2 separate regions of the Rattus norvegicus genome follow, and region 2 is linked to region 1. A link is a contact called in public Hi-C data. All regions are on one chromosome and are shown on one strand. Each heading gives the region's core, a stretch centred on a gene start, on an enhancer-like site or on the middle of the called end of the contact. The rest is flanking DNA. Distances are from core to core; before and after follow the strand shown. Region 1 overlaps Hormad2 (HORMA domain containing 2). Region 2 overlaps Hormad2 (HORMA domain containing 2).

Evidence for each region. Hi-C and Micro-C count contacts between places; a contact is called where the count stands out from the background.
Region 2: a Hi-C map of the Rat2 cell line shows a contact between it and region 1, with 3 times the contacts expected there. The contact joins two enhancer-like sites. A contact is called at or near these places in 3 of 12 Hi-C or Micro-C datasets (the Rat2 cell line, hepatocytes and mammary epithelial cells).

The regions. Positions count from the first base shown.
Region 1 is chr14:83,434,857-83,438,609 of GRCr8, reverse strand. It overlaps Hormad2 (HORMA domain containing 2), which reads left to right. Exons shown (of 11, transcript NM_001401619.1): 11 at 1-47. Among named protein-coding and RNA genes, the nearest start is that of Lif, 79 kb to the right of the region's middle. Within about 2 kb of position 2,014, at least 5 of the 93 cell types and tissues checked have an H3K27ac peak or open chromatin away from gene starts, as enhancers often do.
Region 2 is chr14:83,506,214-83,509,966 of GRCr8, reverse strand. Hormad2 (HORMA domain containing 2) reads left to right here. Exons shown (of 11, transcript NM_001401619.1): 4 at 756-819; 5 at 1,285-1,321. Among named protein-coding and RNA genes, the nearest start is that of Hormad2, 15 kb to the left of the region's middle. Within about 2 kb of position 1,751, at least 7 of the 93 cell types and tissues checked have an H3K27ac peak or open chromatin away from gene starts, as enhancers often do.

The DNA of each region.
Region 1 (3,753 bases), core at 765-3,264:
GGCTTAATGATTAATGTAAAATGAATAATAAATGACTTAAAGAATTGGTTTATGATTTATGTACCATGGGATTTAATAACTGAAGTTAAATGGATGAGATCGATAAGTTAGATATTAAATGTGTGTGTGTGTGTGTGTGTGTGTTGTGTGTGTGTGTGTGTGTGTGTGTCTCACATGCGTGTGTGATAATCAAAGGACAACTTGTTAACGTCGGTTCTTCCCTCCCATCATGTGGGTTCTGAGGAGTGAACTTAGGTCCTCAGGCTTGGCGGCAAGCCCCCTTATCCATTCACTGGGCCTGCAAGGCACTTTGTAGTTTTTTGTTTTTCACTTAAATTAGTGTTTCTCCAATGTAAGGTCAATGAGGCCCTTAGTACCTGGAGTGTCCATCACACATTATGTCTTAACTGGAACTAATCAAACTGTCAGGGGCAAGATCTGGGGGACAGTCTCAGGATTCTGCCGCAGAAGTTGACAAGAGTCTCTGGGCCAGGTGTCCCTTAGCCTGCAGGAGGAGAGTGTGCTACACAACAGAGGAAAGTCAGGGTAGCCTGCCTGCCTAGCGCTGCCCTTTGCTGGATTCTCCTGTTTCCGAGGACCTAATGCTGAGTATCAGCTGAAGCTCTAAGGCAGGACTGTGGGGGAAGAGGGGGTTGGATTCTCCCCGCCTGCGTATTAAAGTGGATTCATGTAAGCCTGCTCTGCCACTAAAAGGAGCAGGAGGGGAAAGGTAATTGGTCTCATTAGATGCTTGATGTGCAGCCTGAGTCACCATATTTTGTTAAGGGAGTCACATAAAGGGATTTGGTGTCTAGTAGAGGGATTAGGTTTATTTTGTGTCTCTCCAGAGGGCAGATCTGAGACCAAATTGGTGGAAGCAGCAAGAGGTCGGTTTGGCACAGAGGACAGAAGAGCTCTGAGCTCCACAGGCTGTCAGGATTTTGTGATGGGCTGTCTGTCTTATAAGGTGGTGAGGACACAGAGAATGTCACCACATCTCTAAGGGTCTGTGACTTACAGAGTGAGTAGCCTGGGTTTCAGAAGGAAACCATTTGGTTTGCAGGGGGACTCAGCACTCAGTCTGTATTTACAGTCATCAGAGACGCACCCTAATATTGACAGTCTTCTTTAAAGTGTGGAACCTAATTCTATCTAGACACTGTCTGCAGCGATCTGGCTCTGTCTTCTAACACCCCCACACCCCTTTCATCTAAACATCGGTCTCACCGCCAATGGGTACCTCGCGTTTCTGATGTGAGTTCAGGGGGAGCTCTCCATCTGTTATCAAGCGCTGAGAAACGTGAGCATATGATAGAGCTGGTTTTCACAGCATTGCTAGCTCATTTGCATAACTGGTTAGGAAGAGGCATTCCTTTTCATTCAGTGGAAGATTTGTCTAAGGAAATAAATCCTTTAGTTTTTCATTTCTGCCCCAGCTGTCAAAAAATGGATAAAAACAAATGCATGAAAAAACTCAGAGAAAGGGAGAGAAAGGAGGAGAAGAAACGAGGGGAAGAGAGAGATGGCGAAGGGAGAGGAGATCCAAAGAAACTTAGCCCAGGCTGGATCCCTGCAGTGTGCTGGGCCGGCCTTTCACTCGCCGGATGCACCTGCTCCCCAGCACAATTACAGAGATTAGAGGGTGATGGTCTGGAAACTGGGGCACTGTTAAAGTATGGGGAAGTTTGACTTTGGCTCAGTGGTTTCTCTCTCTTTACAGAAATTAGTCTAGCTACAAAGAAATAGGTTGGGCTCAGGGTTGCCCCCAGCCTTTGAAGCCAGGCACCGGAAACCACACCTCCGTTTCCCCTCCTGCAGGTCCCTCCTGTGTCTAGGTTCTTTCACTCTCCAGCTCATGTCTGCCAGAAACAGGCTGGAAATGGTCTCATTGTCAAAGCTGCCTTGAGATAAGTTTAAACTGCTGTGGTTTTTAAAATTCTAGTAAAATTGAAGCTCATTTTGAGCGCAACAAGTTATTGATTTATGGTTTCCAAACCAGCAGTCTGAGATCTTCAGTGACTTCCACAGATTCCTTTCCTGGTTTCTTCTTCCCCCTCTGTGCCATGGAAGTCACTCTGTGGACCAGGCTGGCCTCAAACTCAGAGAGATCCATCTGCCTCTGCCTCCCAAGTGCTGGGATAAAGGGTGTTTGCCACCACCACCACCACTACCAACACCATCACCATCACCACTACTGCCACCATCACCACCACTGCCACGTCATTGACTTCCACAGATTCTTAGAACAAAAACAATGTTCAGATATAATGAATATTTTTTAAAGGAAGCCCCAAGAATAGTCTAGCCTCTACATATGTGAGAGAATGCCTGAGTTGTACTCTGGAAAGTATTCGTCTGTTTCTGCGGGAATGTTTTAACTGTGATTTCTGTATTGAGGTCCTTGCTGAAACATAATATGCCATTTTCAATATCCATAGAAAACAAGGGCAGCACTGGGACAGTGTTTTGTTTGTCTAAAACATTTGTCTGTCTGTCTGTCTGTCTGTCTATCTATCTATCTATCTATCTATCTATCTATCTATCTATCTATTTGGTTATTTGGTTATTTGGTTGTTTATTTGGTTATTTGGTTGTTGATTTGGCTATGCAATGGTTAAGTGTAATTCCTATCCAGAAGTCATGAGACTTGGGGCGGAGCTAAAGAATAAATGTGCTCATACAATGGTATCTGATTGGACAGCGCCCTGCAGGTAGGGTTTTCCTTTGTGGAAGCCTCAAAGGTGTTCATGTCTGTGTTGTTTGCTTGGTTGGTTTTGGCTTGGTTGTTTTTTAGGTTTTCAGGGGTTGTTTGTTTTGTTTTGTTTTGTTTTGTGTTTTACACAGGGTCTCTCTAAATAGACCTAGCTGTCCTAGAACTCAGGATGCAGACCAGGCTGACCTAGAATTCAGAGATCTGACTGTCTCTACCTCCAGAGTGCTGGGGATAAGGCATGTTCCTCCTGGAGATTCCTTCTTGTAGGAGATGGTGGCTTACACGTACCCCACAGTCAGGGTAATTGTGCACAGTCAGAGAAACTGCCCTGGTACTCAATTGCCCTGGTATTACATGGAAGACCTTCGCAAAAGGCCATCCTGGAAAATAGGCCGGCCATTCAGGATCAGGCTGTTTCTGTTATAACGCCAGGGTGATAGCCTTGAGCCTTCAGTGAAGTCTCACTCAGTGTTCTAGACTGATCTTCCTGGTCCCGGGTGTCCAACCATACAAGCCCCTCTCCACAAGTGGAGAGGCAAGCTGAATGACAGCCTCATAAACATCTGGAGGGCACTGAAGTACAGATGCAGTCTTGGGGGGCCTCAGATACTTCAGGACAGAAACCTAGTGTAAAACTGGCTTTGAAAGGCTGTTATCTGGTTCTTCGCACTTCCAAAGGCGGGTGAAGCTTGGTTCCATTAGGATAATTACTCACTGGCTCCGGGATGACCAAACACAGTTAGTTTCTCATCTTCCTTTCAGCAAGGCAGTCAAGACAGAGCTTCCCAGGCCTGGTGGTGCACACCTGTAGTTCCAGCACTCAGGAGTCTGAGGCTGGAGGACTACAACTGCATCTCAAACACCCAAACCGGGGGAGGGGGGGAAGGAGGGAGGAAAGAAAGAAAGCACATACCTGAGATACTGAATGCAAGCCTCACTGCTAGTTTCTAAATAAGTTATTTTCCCTCTCTGATCCTCAGTTTACGTGGTCTAATGAAATATAAGAGTGAAACCTTGTTCCTATCTCCTATGAGGATGAA
Region 2 (3,753 bases), core at 502-3,001, 72 kb before region 1:
CTACGAACCTAATGATCTGGGACCCACAGAATGAGGAGACACTGTAAGTCACTTCTGACTTGCACACAGGTAGCGTGGCACACTTTTGCACTGTGCACACATGTGCACAAATCCGTACATTTATAAACACGTGATGATTTAAGAGGCCCCTGTTAAATCACACACGAGTCAGTATCTATACTGAGTTCAGTGTACATTGATGTCTTCCTTTATTCTCTCATATGGACCGTGGGAAATCTCACATAGAGATGTTGGAGAATAACGTATGCATTTATGTTTAATATTTTTTCATTAAGAGGGAAAATGATAAAGAATGAAATTGGGAATGTGTTTAACTTGGCCTCAGTGACACCGTAGATTATGTAAGAGAGAAGGAAATAAGTAAAAGAAACCAGAGTGCGAGTCTGATACACTACTTCGAAACAAGGACTGAGGTAACTGTCAACATAGGATTCGTGTGTAAAGTGGGTATTTAGACATTCAAAGTGTGCCAGGCTGTGGTGGACACGCCTTTGATCCCAGCACTAAGGAGGCAGAGGCAGATGGATCTCTTGAGTCCAAGGCCAGCCATTCTACGGAGTAAGTTTCCGGACAACTAGGGCTACACAGAGAAACCACAATAACACAATAACAAACAAAACAAAAACAAAGTTAGAAATATAAAACATAAAACTAAATTTTACAAATAAATTAAAGAAAATGCCCTATTGAGCGTGGATTTTTCAGAATAACAGTGATGTTTCTGTTTTTTTTAGACCTCAGTTTAAAAATTCTCCGGGAAGACAAAAAGTGTCCTGGGTCATTACATATTATTAAATGGTAAGTAAATTCTGAAAAAACCGAACAACATATATCATGGCTGAAATTACCCATAAAACTATTTTGTAAAATCATTTACTTAAACTGCTTTTCTTAGTCTTCTTTCCTGGGAATTGTAGCAATTATTCGTTATTATTTTAAACTATCAATTTAATTTTAGAAGAAAATGGACTTATATAAAGAAAAAAAAGTCCTGACTGCAATTGTTCACCACGCGCCTGTCTGTTTGCTAACACGTGGTGGTGGGAATGAAAGCGCACTTCTGCGCTTCAGAATGGCCTGTCCGTCACTTGTAATATTCTGTAGGTGTGGAAAGATGCTTGGGGTTCTAAAAGATGACAGAACAGGCAGAATGATTGCTAATTTATGTGCTTCAAGATAGAAGTGCAGCTAATTACGTACTTGGATTTATTTTTTTGGCTGTTCATATGGGCTATAGTGACACTGGATATTATTTCTTGACAGGATTCAAGGTTGTTTTGATGCTTTGGAAAAGAGATACGTAAGATTTTCGAAAATTTTCCTTAAGATTAAAGACTCATCTCCACTCTGTTTTGTAGTGCTCAGCAGTATAGCAGTGTATAGCCGTGTATAGCAGTGCATAGCCGTGTATAGCAGTGTATAGCAGTGCATAGTAGTGCATAGCAGTGCATAGCTGTGCATAGCCATGCATAGCAGTGCATAGCTGTGCATAGCCATGTATAGCAGTGTATAGCCGTGTATAGCCGTGTATAGCAGTGCATAGCAGTGCATAGCAGTGCCTGCCTTTGTATTCGTTTGTTGATTCTCTTCTAGTCTGTCTGTGTCGCCCACTGATGTCTTCCTGACATCAACTAGAAACGAAAGCTTCATCCCCTTTTTTATATACGCATATCACTTCTAACCACAGAATTTCCTCTGAAGTCACTGGACACGGTCCACAGGATGTGGGTTAAGGAAGACAAGAATCTGGTAGTTAGCACATTGAACATGTTCAAAATAGTGTTGATCAGTGTGTAGGTGGAAAAGAAGAAATAGTTAAATAATGGATTTTTACTCTGCTTTACTTTGTTAATTATAACTCCTGTGTTTAACTGTGAGCTTTAAAAGAACACAGCCCAGATTTTAAGTGCACATGATCTCTCATGCTTCAGTAGACATGAACGAAGAGCAAGAAAAATGAAGGGTCAAGGCCTGGCCAGAGAGATGAGATGCATTTAAAAGAAATTGCTGCTACTCTGCCCCTCCGCTTTTCCTGTGTCCTACCTGTCAGCTCTGCTTTAAGAAATGTTGCGGTGCAGAAGCTTTACATTGAATTATTTAATGTAGTCATATGTTCCCTCATTCCTTCCTACCCTTGGCGAACAGTTATTCACATTCATTCCATTTTGACCCAGGGGACAGAGGGATACAAAGATAAAACAAATCAGGGGAGGGCTTCTAGACCATGGCAGGAGGAGATTGCTGCTCATAGGGGAGCTAACGATTGCTAATTATACACGGGTTCAGTTGTAACTGTTGCTAAACCATTGCTTGTCTGTGGTCTGGGTTGAGAAGGAGGCACTGCAGGATGAATTTAGGCTTCTGGGCGGCAGCAGCAGGATGGATCAGCCTCTGAAGGACTGAACACCTTGGAACTTTTCATAAGCTCTTTATCGTTACACAAAAGGCACTTTTAGCAAGTTGATTTCCGCATAGCAGAACCTCTTATCTGATCTAGGAGTTGTGTGAAGGATGATTGCCTAAGCAGTTCTCAGCCACAGTTGACTTCCTGGTTTGCCTGGTATGTCTTAGGACTGGGTTATGCAAAGGCTTTGTGAATCCTTCAGAAGAGCAACTCCATAAATCTCAGCTAACAGCCATGATCAAGGCCATCCAGGCTATGTGACAAGACCCTATTTGTTTAAAGAAAGAGACAGGAAGAAAGGAAAGAAGGGAGGAAAGAAGGAAGAGAAGAAAAAAGCATGTCCCTGGTGGCACAAGCTTTTAATCCCAGCATTTAGGAAGTAGAGGCAGGTGGATCTCTGTGAGTTCCAGGCCAGTGTGGCCTACGCAGTGAGTTCCAGGACAGCCAGGACCGTTACACACACACACACACACACACACACACACACACACACACACACACACACAAAAACCAACCAAAGAAACAAAAGATAGTTTAAGTAAAACCAAGTTTGGAGTAGCGAGTGCCCTTGGAAGATGTTCTGTTGGAGAACATCTTACTAGTTGTGAAATTCTGGGTGCTTTATATTTTATGGTACAATTGAACTCTTTAAAGTAAGCACATATATTAAATAATTCTTACCGGAAGGAGCTATGTAACTTCCCTTATTCCTGCTCTTACCTCCCACAATTCCTGCTCATGTTCCACACGACATTCGCTCAGAAACCAAACGCTGATCGTGTTATTCTTAATGTCTAAGAATTTTCCAGGAATTTAAAAAAGGAATTCAAAGCCGTTTGCACGATCAAGCAGGCCTGAATGTCCTTACTGATTTTCTAAGCCACCCTCCCTCACTGCTCAGGCTGCGCGAAGACTCTATAGGGTGCCAGTTCCCTATATCTTTGCACAAAAAGCTCTGTCCAGACCCTGTGCCCATGGCCTGCCTGGCTCCAGACTGTCCTGTAGCTAAAGTTGTCCCTCCTTGAGGTTGTCCTGACACCGAGTGCTCTTCCTTCACAGCAGACCCTGAGTATAACGGTGCGGCCATGTGATCTTCTTAATGTTAGTCCCCCTTGCTAGTTGACATGCTTCTTGAGAGCAGTGCCCATACTCTTTTTTTTTTTAATGTATCAATAAACTATTAACATTTTCACTGTGTGGTCATAAAAATCAGTTATAAGGCAAAATAGCCACAAGGGGGCACTAACGTTTTAGTCAACTGCTACCGATATGGTCCTCACATTTTATACTTTAGGTTTGAGAATTTATCACAGCCTTGATTGTATCTA